Regions from separate parts of the Sus scrofa genome. Here region 1 is linked to region 2. A link is a contact called in public HiChIP or PLAC-seq data. All regions are on one chromosome and are shown on one strand. The core of a region is the stretch at or near the end of the contact, and the rest is flanking DNA. Distances in the headings are between cores, read along the strand shown.

The links. HiChIP or PLAC-seq counts read pairs in DNA pulled down with a chosen protein or histone mark.
Region 1: a contact with region 2 is called in an H3K27ac HiChIP or PLAC-seq map of skeletal muscle. The contact joins the enhancer-like site here to the promoter of KIAA1191 in region 2. A contact is called at or near these places in 9 of 47 Hi-C or Micro-C datasets (embryonic fibroblasts, fetal heart ventricle, fetal skeletal muscle and 4 more) and 1 of 2 datasets of contacts at active chromatin or transcription factors (skeletal muscle).

What each region holds. Positions count from the first base shown.
Region 1 is chr2:81,634,162-81,640,229 of Sscrofa11.1, forward strand. LOC102158524 (a long non-coding RNA gene) reads left to right here. Exons shown (of 3, transcript XR_002341733.1): 3 at 5,348-5,983. Among named protein-coding and RNA genes, the nearest start is that of THOC3, 22 kb to the right of the region's middle. Within about 2 kb of position 1,975, at least 2 of the 83 cell types and tissues checked have an H3K27ac peak or open chromatin away from gene starts, as enhancers often do. A contact at or near this core is called in skeletal muscle, where this site is marked.
Region 2 is chr2:81,521,451-81,528,212 of Sscrofa11.1, forward strand. It overlaps KIAA1191 (KIAA1191 ortholog), which reads left to right and starts at 2,126. Exons shown (of 9, transcript NM_001252388.1): 1 at 2,126-2,297; 2 at 3,803-3,915; 3 at 4,160-4,247. The coding sequence starts at 4,220.

The sequences.
Region 1 (6,068 bases), core at 725-3,224, 110 kb after region 2:
AAACACGACAGCAGTCAGAAAGCAGAAACTGTGAAATTGTTTGGATATCCTAATTATGCTGGGTAGGAAGACTTGGCATAGGGAGAAGGGCCTGGCAGAGAGAGGCCTTCCTTTGTGTAATTAGTCTGGTCTCTTCTCTTGAAGTTGGTGGGCATCTTAAGTATTTGCAAATGGACTGCCTGAGTGTCTTTTCAAGCAGCAGAAAATTGTGGACTTCCTATTTCCCCAGCGTGAAGGAGGCCCCTCTTTTGAGAATGATGGTATAGAGTTATTGTGGGCTGATTGGCTAGCTGTTGCAGGCCAATCAACTAGGCTTTGGTTGAGGACCTCTTGAAATTCTATCTCAGGGCTTGGAGAGAGAGGGGTTTTGTTAGTGTCTATAACCTTTCCTTAGGAGTGACTTTGTTAGGCTTGCTACAGCTTGGCTATATCAAAATTCAGTGGTGTGGGTAGGGATAAATATGGAGTTTTTAATATCTAATTTTAATTTTAAAATGAAAAATTTAATATACAAAAATCTAAAAATATAGTATGTAAATATATATGCATATATACATACATATATATAATTTTGAGAATTCAGCATTTAATGAAAGTGGATCCAAGTCTAGGAGTTCTAAAATTGTTATTACAGGGAGATTTTATGGTTTTGCATTTTTTTTTTTTTTGTCTTTTTTGTCTTTTGTCTTTTGTTGTTGTTGTTGTTGCTATTTCTTGGGCCGCTCCCGCGGCATATGGAGGTTCCCAGGCCAGGGGTCGAATTGGAGCTGTAGCCACCGGCCTACACCAGAGCCACAGCAATGTGGGATCCGAGCCGCGTCTGCAACCTACACCACAGCTCACGGCAACGCTGGATCGTTAACCCACTGAGCAAGGGCAGGGACTGAACCCGCAACCTCATGGTTCCTAGTCGGATTCGTTAACCACTGCGCCACGACGGGAACTCCTGGTTTTGTCTTCTTTTTTAAAATACCTTTTAAGGGAGTTCCCGTCGTGGCGCAGTGGTTAACGAATCCGACTAGGAACCATGAGGTTGCGGGTTCGGTCCCTGCCCTTGCTCAGTGGGTTAACGATCCAGCGTTGCCGTGAGCTGTGGTGTAGGTTGCAGACGCGGCTCGGATCCCACATTGCTGTGGCTCTGGTGTAGGCCGGTGGCTACAGCTCCAATTCGACCCCTGGCCTGGGAACCTCCATATGCCGCGGGAGCGGCCCAAGAAATAGCAACAACAACAACAACAACAACAACAAAAGACAAAAGACAAAAAAAAAAAAAAAAGAAAAAAAAAAAAAAGAAGACAAAACCAAAACATTCATAAGAGAAGCTTCTAGAAATTCTTGAGAAGGCAGGTAAAACAAACAAACAAAATCATCCATAATCACAGCTCTATGTGATAACCATTACATTTTGGTGCATATCTTTTCATAGCTTTTTCTGTACTCATATGTGCATATAAAATATATATTAGTTTGTTTTATCATCATAGAAATCTTTGGGGGCATAGACAAAGCAAGTATGACATGATAAATCATGCACAGTATTCAATAGAGTTGTTAGCAATATTGTAGGCCAAATGTAAGCAAAAAGCCAGTAACGGTTAATAGACTATTTTCATTTATTAGGTGTGCCTTCTGTGCCTGGTGCTGTAACAAGCATTTTATAGAAGCTGCTACTCAGTTGTCACCACAGATCTCTCTCAGACTGGGTTACCATTGTTTTAGGGCTTCAGGGAAATTAAGTAACTCAAGGTTACTCAATGACAGTACTCAGATCCAGATTTGTCTAAAAGCCTATATGCCTTCTATTGTAGCAGGCTAGTCTGTCTCTGCAAGTGTTGCTTCTCATTTTACAGATTGACATGGCTCTGAGAAGTTGACTCTTGGCCAAGGTTAGGGAGGGATGGAGCCATGTGTTCATTCTCAGAGGACTAACTTGCACCTTCCTGGGAATAGCCAGCTCCCACTTTCCCTGAAGGATGTTGCAAACCAGCTTGCTGCCACTTTGTGCTGGCAGGATATTGCTGTTCAGATGCCTGGGGGACACTTAAGGTTTCAGTGAAAGGTCAGCGAGAGTAAACTTGGATGAATTTGCAAGCATCTGTCATTTAATGGCTGCTTGTGGCTCCACTTCTGTGAACATCCCCTTGGCATTGTGATAAAATGGAAAAGGTTTGTTCCAGGCATTATTTGACCTAGTGACAGCCCCTCCCCGTCATTATGGATATTTTGTGTGTGTATGTGTTTAAGGCCGAATTTCCCAAGGCTAGGGGTCCAATCAGACCCACAGCTGTCAGCTTACAGCCACAGCAATGCCAGATCCGAGGTGTGTCTGAGACCCTACACCGCAGCTCATGGCAATGCCAGATTCTCAACCCACCAAGCGAGACTAGGAATTGAACCTGCGTCCTCATGGGTACTAGTTGGGTTCATTATTGCTGAACCATGATGGGAACTCCTATGGATTCTTTTACTTTCTCCTCTGGATATGTGAAAAGTAAAAGTAGCAAACATTGCCACTTATCACTGAAACAAGAGGAGGTTCATTACTTTTAACTAAGGGTAACAGTAGCAATAGGAAAATTATTAATACCCACACCAGTGAAGAGGCTGCCAGTTTGTGGCAGCCTCAGCTGACTATCAAGGTCATGTTCCACTACCTTTTTTCCTTTGGCACACAGTCCTAGACAGCTTATTCTCCAGCCCCTGGGAACAGCTAAGAAAGAGGGTTATTTCCTTGTACTGTTGATGGGAATGTAAATTGGTACAACCACTATGGAGGACAGTATGGAACTTCCATAAAAAATGAAAAACAGAGTTACCATATGACCCAGAAGTCCCATTCCTGGGCATGTATCTGGAGAAAGCTCTGATTTGAAAAGATACATGTACCCTAGTATTCATAGCACTATTTACAATAGCCAAGACATGGAAGTGACCTAAATGTTCATCAATAGATGGATGGATAATGAAGCTGTGGTGTATATATGCAACGGAATATTACTCAGCCATAAAAAGAAGGAAATAATGCCATTTGCAGCAGCATGGATGGACCTAGAGATTACCATTCTAAGTAAAGTATGCCAGAGAGACAGATAAATATTATATCTATCACTTATTTGTGGAATCTAAAATATGATACAAATGAACTTATTTACAGAACAGAAAGTGACTCACAGACATGGAAAATAAACTTATGATCACCAAAAGGGAAAGCTGGGTAAGGTGATAAATTAGGAGTTTGAGATTAGCAGCTACAAACTACTATATATAAAATAAACAACAAGGTACTACTGTATAACCCAAGGAACTACATTCAATGTCTTGTAATAAACCATAATGGAAAAGAATATGAAAAAATAATATATATACCGAGATAACTGAATCACTTTGTTCTATACCAAAAACTAATACAATATTGTAAATCAACTATACTTAGATAAGTGATAGTGATGCATCTGACACGGCACCTGACACACAGGAGATGGTCATATATCCCTTCCGTGGGAGGAGGAGCAGCTTCTAACATGAGCCCAGGCTGCCCACAGAGACAGGCCATCAGTCCGCCAGCTTTCTCGGCTCCATGTGCCTAAGCTGAGCGAGCTGCGTTCATCATTCCGGGAGAAGGCGCTGTGCAGGGAGGAGACTTATCCATCACAGCCCGAGCGTGGTGGGAGGTCCAGAGGAGAGATGTGAGGGCTGCTTTTTTTTTCCCAGGATGGATGGCACACTTGGGAACAAGTGGAGTGAAAGTCAGGGCTGTGCATGCACGTGGGAAGGAGGGGCAGGAGGAGGTAAGCTCTTGTTAGCTGAGCTTGCTGGAAAGGGCCTGGATGGAGAGGAGGTGGACTCAGAGTCCCTGGAGCATGTGAATGTGTAACCTCGCCTGGTAGAAATGACATCGGATGTGTGATTAAATTAATGTTCTGGAAATGGGAAAACTATCCTGGATTATTCAGATGGGTCCAGTGTAATAATAAGGGTCCTCATAAGAGGGAGGCAGGAGGATGAGAGAGAGAAAATGGAAATGTGATGTTGGATCTAGAGGGTTAAGTGACACACTTGGAAGATGCAGGAAGGGATCAAGAGCCGGGGAATAAAGCGGACCCAAGAAGCTAGAAAAGGCAAGAAAAGAAATCCCTTTCTGGGCTGCCAGAAGGAACAAAGCCCTGCCAATACCTTGATTTTAGCTTTTAGCCTCCAGACTATAAAATAATATATTCGTGTTGTTGTTTTTTTTTTTTTTTTGTCTTTTGTCTTTTTGTTGTTGTCGTTGTTGTTGTTGTTGCTATTTCTTGGGCCGCTCCCGCGGCATATGGAGGTTCCCAGGCCAGGGGTCGAATTGGAGCTGTAGCCACTGGCCTACACCAGAGCCACAGCAACGCGGGATCCGAGCCACGTCTGCAACCTACACCACAGCTCACGGCAACGCTGGGTCGTTAACCCACTGAGCAAGGGCAGGGACCGAACCCGCAACCTCATGGTTCCTAGTCGGATTCGTTAACCACTGCGCCACGACGGGAACTCCCAGATTCGTGTTGTTTAAAGCCACTTGGTTGTGGTAATTTCAGGAGCAATAGGAAAATAATATACATGCCACACAGTTAATTGGCTCTTCATGTATTCTTCAAGTTGTACAGCCATTACCACAATCAATTTTAGGACATTTTATCACTGTCCCCCTTAAAGAAGATTATCCCCACCAGTGGTCACTCCTCTTTTCTCTGTATACTCACTCATGTGCCTTTGGGTAAGTTTCCTTACTTGTGTGAGCCTGTTTCCTTAGAGGTAAATGGAATACTGCCCAATTCCAAAGGATGTTGTAAGAATTCACTGAGAAAATGGGTATAAAGTGCCACGTGTAAGCTCAGTGCCTGCAGTCAGCATTCAGTGGGTTGGTTTTATTATTTTTAAAAGTATCCATGAGGAGGCTATTCAGAAGTGTAAGAGAGAACTGAAGGAACTGTGGCCAGTGGTTGAGGGGGTAGAGAGGAGAGGATCTGGTTTCTCTCAGATGATCCTTCCTCCTTGGAGAAGTTTTACTTTTCTGGCACTTGGAATTCCATTAAAGTCTGCTTGCTGGTCCCTGTCTGATCACTAGAGGGCAGTAGAGCCAAGCACACACATAGAAGGGGGCTTCCCGGGAAGATTATTCAGTTGTTATTTGTGGTCTGAAGCCTAATTGTGTATTTGCTCTGCACTGTCTCCTCCCTCCTTGCTCTGCGTACTTGCTGACATTTTTTTCCAAACATTTCACATCTCAGGGCACCCCTGAGTTCCTGTTTATCTATGGCCTGGGATTAGACATGACTAAAACCTCTTACTTTCAATGACAGCTGTGTTTATTTCTCAGGAGCACAAGTGGCTGCAGAACAGAGCTTGGGAAGAACCAGTTATTCTTCTGTCAGTTCAAAACTGGGGGCCCCTTCCCTCTAGCATTCATCCTCTGCTTGCCGGGGCATATCAATTTCACCCAAATCACGTGGACTAAGGTGGTGATGGTGGGCTGTGGTAGGTATGATTTCCCCAAAGAAAATTCAGATGAAGTCACCAGAGGGAAGAAGGAAGAATGGATGTTTATGCAAAAGACGCAGATGTCCACAACAGTTCCCACATGGGAAGAGAATAATCCAGGTTTAAGAGCCCTGGCTTGGGACCCCAGTGTCTGGGGATGGAGTCCCAGCTCTACCATTTACAAATTGTGTGACCATGGCTGGATCATGTCACCAGTCAGTATGGGTCTGTGTCCCCATTAACAAATGGGAGTGATGGTCCAGCATTGTGGGCCTGAATCAGAGTGACAGCACATTGCAAAGGCACCATGTAAGCTCCAGCAGGTGTGTCACAGCTACTTGTGGTGTCATGAAATCTGAAGTCTCTGATCCAGTGAATCAGCTTCTGAATATTTAATCAAAGGAAATTAAAACACTAACTCAGGAGTTCCCATCATGGTGCAGTGGTTAACGGATCCGACTAGGAACCATAAGGTTGCGAGTTCGATCCCTGGCCTTGCTCAGTGGGTCGAGGATCCAGCATTGCCGTGAGCTGTGGTGTAAGTTGCAGACACGGCTGGG
Region 2 (6,762 bases), core at 876-3,375:
CAGAACTGGAAGTGAGCTTGGCTGAGAACCAAAACCAGTGAGTAAAAAAGCACAGAAAAGGCAGTGGAGGGGAACCTCTATTGCTGCAAGATGTCCACTGGAGGAGCTGAGAAAAATGGCCTGAGATCAAATAACTCTGAAGGTGCCCTTCTTGAGCCTTATGGATTCAGCTGCGACTGACTGAATCCTCCTTAGCTATGCAACCAATGTAGTTTACTTACAAAGAAGTTTCCAAAGGAAGTCCAGGCTTTAGAAGAATAAGCTCTCCAAATAAACAAATATGATACCCATTTCACGGAGAAAGCTCTGTTAAGCTTGAGAAGGTTAAACATTTATGGCAATGGGAATGAATCCAACTAGTATCCATGAGGATGTGCGTTCAATTCCTGGCCTCACTCAATTGGTTAAGGATCTGGCATTGCCATGAGCTGTGATGTAGGTCACAGACGAGGCTCAGATCTGGTGTTGTGGTTGTGGTGCAGGCTGGCAGCTGCGGCTCTGATTCAACCCCTAGCCTGGGAACGTCCATATGCCCTGTGTGCTGCCCTAAAAAAAGGCAACAAAACAAACAAAAAAAAAGTTTGTAGCTAGTCTGCTCTTTGGGGAAAACAGAAATTTTCTCACATGGCGACTATTTGCCAACGTCACGCCACAGCTTCAGACATCAGTATTATAAAAGTCAGGGATAAGGAGTTCCTGTTATGGTTCAGCGGGTTAAGAACCCTACTAGTATCCATGAGGATGTGGGTTCAGTCCCTGGCCTTGCTCAGTGGGTTAAGGATCCCTCGTTGCGGTAAGCTGCAGTGTAGGTCGAAGATGTGGTTTGGATCTGGTGTTGCTGTGAGCTGGGGCGTAGGCCGGCAGCTGCAGCTCCTACTCGACCCCTAGCCTGGGAACTTCCATATGCTGCAGGTGGGCCCTAAAAAGACAAAGGAAAAAAAAAATCAGGGATAAAGTAGTCTTAGAGTCATTAACTTCCAGGAAAGTCTTCAGTTTTCATTAATTTGGGGATAAGAACAAAACAAAGTGATCCTGTTTTATGATTTATGTCAGGTTGAAAAATGCTCTTTCTTCCCCTCCTGACTGAGATGTAATGTGCCTTCCTTTTTTTTTTTTTTTTTTAATTAATTTTTCCGCTGTACAGCATGGGGATGCCTTCCTTTTGATGGAGGAGGGCAAGAGTCAGCTTTGCTTTCACAGAGGGTAAAAATTATATAGTATATTTTAGAAGTTCAAAATTTACAAAGTAACACTTTGAACAGAAACAACACAACAACAAAATCACAGGGCAATGTAATTGTGCTATTTATAAACTAATCACAGAATTTAGAAAAGATTCTAATTAACAGTGCACTCAAACAAGGGTCTGGTGATGGCACTCAGGTTTAAAGGTGCATGAGGAAAGCCTCTCAGTTTTGCCAGTGGGCTTGGCCTATGGTCAAACACTGAAATCTAAAAGTCAAATCCAAACCCCACTCCCTACAGCCCTCTTGAGATGTGCCTTGACCACAAGATTTGGACGTAGGGTAGAAATGTGGACAGATTTATTCCTTTACTTCCTCAACTTTGTTGCTTTGTCATATTTGTAAATCCTTTAGGAAAAAAGTCTTCCTTCAGGATGTGACATTTGAGTTGGCACCTCTCCAAGTGTCACTTTCCTAGTGTAAAAGGAAAATGATATTACGACCACGTTACCTAGGGGAGTCAGGTTCGGTTTGCTCCCCCTTTGGGTTCTGCTAATGGTAAACACTGCCTAACTCAGCTGTTCCTGGAAGAGGGTCTCTGCTCACTTCACATCTTTTCAAAGTGTCTTTGAATCTCTCTGAGCCTCAATTTCCCCTCTGTGAAAGGGGTTTGGTCGTGTCACTCCATCTGCCCTCAGTCTGAAACAGACCCGGGCATAGAGTGCTGGTAAAGGGTGCTTTTACTTTGGGAGCTGCTGGGTTCCACACACAGAGCGGAGGCTCCACCATCCAGCCGTGCAGCTAAGACACGGGGCTTTCCCGATTGTGGACTACAACTCCCAGCGTTCCTCGAGACTCACCCCCAACCCCGGCCAAGTATCGCGTGAAATGACGCGACCTCCGGAGGCTTTATCAGGCTGCGGGCTGGTTCCGCAGCCTGAGTTCACTCCCTGCTCAGTGCCTGGGGCCTTTGGTGTCGCCACGGGCACAGTGCCATTCACACCATGGCTTGCGTCTCGACTGCCCCACTTCCTCTCGAGAAACGTGGGTCCTTGGAACATCTTTAGTGTCGGAGCTCGGGCCGCAGGCAGCTCCGCGGCGGCGGCAGAACAGGTAACCAGATGAGCCGGGCCTGGGGCTCTGTCTTTTGCAGGTACGGAGGGGCGTGCCCTGGTCCCTCCACCGAGGTCCGGGTCTTGGGCCTCGCGGCCCCTCTCCCTTCTCCCCTTACCGGGGCTCAGATCTTGGCCAGACCACTGCGTGCCTCTGTCGCCCCGCCTTTTGTGGTCCCCTGTGGGTTTCGCTCTGATACCCAGGCAGCCCCGGCACTTGGCCTAGCCCCGACTTCACCGGGCCAGCCTAGTCCTGGACCCTCGCTCCTCGCCTTCACGTCTGAAGCCTCCTACTTGCCCTGCCCTGGGGAACCTTCGGCGTGGGCCAGGCCCCGACTAATCTGTTTAGTCTTTCTTAGCCTCTCCGGTTGAAGAGGCGGTTGACTCAGCCCAGGCCTTTCACATCCTGGTGTCATTGTCCTGTATCTTGTGAAGGAGAAGTCAGAGCCCTGCGGGGAAGGAGGGGGGAGATTGGCACCGCGAAGTGGAAGGGGAGGTTCGGGGTCAGAATGTTGCCCGAACCTGGAGGGTGGCCAGACTTTGGTTTCTACGATGCCCTTTGATGAAGAACTAACGGATTTTCTGACTGGAGCTCCGTCAGGATAGACGGGGCAGTGTAGCAAGTTGAAAAGCAAGTAAGTTGGCTTTCCTAGGGCTTTGTTTGAATTCCCCTGTAAAATGGGAGTGAAATACCTGTCTTATAAATGGGCCACTTATCTGTAACCTTGGACAAATCACTTCTGCTTTTTTAGTTTACTTCTCTTTAAATTGGGGATAAACAATGCTTGCTTTGCAGGGTCATTGCAAGGGTTAAAACACAAGATAAATGTATAAACTCCTCATTTAAATATCAGTCATCGTTTCAGCAAAGAATGAATTTACCCACTGTGGTACCTAGCCCCTTTCTGTGGGTCAGGTTATTTTGACCCTGAGCCTAACTTTAAAAACAAAATGAGGGAGTTCCCGTTTTGGCTCAGCAGAAATGAACCTGACTAGTACCCATGAAGATGTGGATTCAGTCCCTCGCTCAGTGGGTTAAAGATCTGGCGTTGCCACAAGCTGCGGTGTAGGTTGCAGACTGGGCTCAGATCTGGTGTTCCTGTGGCTGTGGCATAGGCCGGCAGCTGCAGCTTGAATTCAACCTCTAGCCTGGGAACCTCCATATGCTGCACCTGTGGTGCTAAAAAGCAAAAAACAAAACCACCACAATGAGGAGTTCCTGCCATGACACAGTGGGTTAAGGATCCAATATGTCTGTGGCATCATGGATTAGACCCCCAGCTAGGCACAGCGGGTTAAGGATTAGCCTTGCCACAGCTGTGGTGTGGGTCACAGCTGTGGCTCGGATTTTATTCCTGGCCCTGGGAACTTCCATATCGTTTGGGTGTGGCTGAGAAAAAGTGAGTGTAATACCTCTCCCTGGGTTGTTATGGGAAATACATGAAAGTACAGGAAGCTGTTTGACAGAATCTGAAGGGCTGTGCCAATGCTGGTTGTTGTTCTCAGGACCTCTGGAATGGATGGACTCTTCCTGAGCAGCTTGGCTAATTTGCAGCAGCTGGACAATGTTCCTCTTTAATATCTGTCTGTCAGCATAACCATCACATCGTTTCACTTTGGTAAGGTGACCTTTTTACTGTGTATAGTGTCTTTGTCTTATCACAGGTATTAAGATCAGTCACAGGTGTGGTGAGACCTTTGACTTTTTTCTTTTTTCCCCTCCCTTGGCATGTTTGTCACCCTCACTCCTTTATGTGTGTTTCAACCTTGTAAACAAACCATAAAACTCTGTGTGCCTGTCAGAAGAACAGCATTGGAGCTATTTGGTGTTCGCTGTAAGAAAATGCCCTTTATTTTTATTAGGTGGCAGGGACTCACAACTCCGAATTCTGTATAGAAAAGCACCTGGATCCAAGTCTTACAATGGCTTCAAGACAACCAGAAGTGCCTGGTAAACTTAATTCTTTTTTGGTAAAGTTATCTTTTGCCCTTAACGTTTTAAGCTAGGTAGAAACCACTTTTTGCGAACCATATATTAATATGACACCAGGAGAGTATTTAGACTTTAACAGATTGGCATCATTTAAACATCATCTTATTAACCACCCAGCCCAGGTGTGAACCCAAAACCTAACTTGAAAGAACAGTCATTTCATTTAAGGGTGTGACAGATTTGTCACTTTCCTATGTATCAAATAAATAGTCAGAATAAGTTGTGTAGTTCTTGTAGCGAAAGGATTAAACTCCCCCCCCCCCTTTTTTTTTTTTTTTGTGAGGAGCTGGTAGGACGGCAGGAGGAATGAAAGTCTGGGGAAAAGTTTCCAGGCAAATTGAATTTAGTCATGAAAATGCTCATTGCAGCATTTAGTGAGTCCTGGGTCTAGATAGGTGTTAATTTCTGGTTTAGGGAAATCCCTCCTTGGACTGTTAGTGGAAAGGGCCAGTGAGTTTTAAGATCTTTTTAAAAAGATTTAAACATTTAACATTTCAGTTTAAAAAATCAAATCATTCAAGTTTTGATTCTCAGTGAAGTATAGATATAGTGTCCATCTCTCAGGGTTGCTGTGAAGATCAAACATAAAATTCATGAAAATGTGAGGTAAAAGTTAATGATGAATAGGGAAATACTGTCCAGAAAATTTTTTGGTCTCTAATTGTAGGACTGTATTTCCTAGTAAATACCAGCTGGCTTTATTATTGTTAGGAAGGCTATTGGGCTGGCTGTGGGGAGGAGTCCTTAACATATTTTTGAAATTGCTCCCAGTTGAGTGGAGTAACTGAGTCTCCCTCGTCTCCCAGTATGGGTCCGTCTCTAGTCTCTCACTTCATCACCTTGTATTTTGGTTTGTCTTTCATCGTCGTCAGGATGACCACCAACTCCCTGTAAGCATCCTGGCCATGGGGTTGCTTGCATTACGTTAATGCTTGTAGAGTGGGGAGTGTGGGGGTGTTGCATGTAGAGTGTGAACACTGGCTTTGAGGTCTGTCTTCCAGCCCCCACCTCACACTTGCTAGCTCGGTGTCACTTAAGAACCATGCCTATTTGCTGAGCTGGAAAATGGGAAGATTTTCTGTTTAATGGGGATTAGGAAAGATGAGAAATGTAAGTGCCTGGCAAGGAAGGGTACTTGGTAATTATTATTCGCTTGTATGTTTAAGTTGAGGTAATTCACATACCATCAAATCCAGCCATTTAAAGTGAACAGTTTAATGATGTTTAATATATTCACGAGGTTGTGCAGTCATCATCACTGTCTAATTCCAGAATATCACCCTCATCCCAAAAAGGAAACCTTGTCCCTTTAGTCAAGTCCCTCCTCATCCTTCCAGTGGCTCCTCCCTGTCCACCCCTGGCTCTTGGCAAGGACCAGTCCTCTATTTCAGTGGATTTGTTAGTATTTGTTATTAATGTAGTCATGTAGCTGCATAGTCTCCTTGCTGTTTGTTTACACGGGGCTCTTTGCTGGTTTTGGATGTTATTACCACACAGGTTGATGTCTTGGAGGGTGTGATTGTGTAATTATAGAAACAAGAAAATGTCACACTGGAGGCAGGATCTGGACATTAGTTCTGCTATGAAAGGATCAGCAAACAAACAAAGTGAACTTTGCTTCCTTGGTCTGGCAGAGCTGAGAGTGCCCTGAGGTGGGGAACCTGTGTCACACTGGGGCATTCTGCCGGTCCATTCTGGTGGACAGGAATGGCAGGATCAGCTGGCAGTGCTTTGTGAGAATGAGTGTCAGCAGTTTGTGTGATGAAGATTGGCTCTGCTATTTAGTCATGTAGAACACTTGAAACTAGTGATGCCGCTGGGCAGCATATTGTTTTACATATTTCTTGTCATAGTGTTCTTGTTTTCTTTGTCTTTTAAAAATTTTTAAATTATAGTTGATTTACTGTGTTGTACCAATTTCTGCTGTACAGGAAAGTGACTCAGTTATACATGTATATACACTTTTTTTGTACTTTTCCATCATAGTCTGTCCCAGGAGACTGGATATTATTCTTTGTGCTCTGCAGTAGGACCTTGTTGTTTGTTCATTCTATTTTTTTTTTTTTTTTTTTTTTTTTTTTTTGGTCTTTTTAGGGCCACACCCGCAGCACATGGAGGTTCCCAGGCTAGGCGTTGAATTGGAGCTGTAGCTATGGCGTAGGTGGACATAGCTACAGTAATGCCAGATCCGAGCCATGTCTGCAACCTACGTGGCAATGCCAGATCCTTAACCCATTGAGAGAGGCCAGGGATTGAACCTGCATCCTCATGGATTCTAGTCAGATTCATTTGCACTGAGCCATGATGGGAACTCCTGTTTATCCATTCTAAACGTAATAGTTGTGCATCGACTAACCCCAAATACCCAGTAAATCCCACTCCTTCCCCTCTCCCCCTTGGCAACCACAAATCTGTTCTCTGTGTCTGTGGATCTGTTTCTGTTTTGTAGATAGGTTCATTTGTGCCATATTTT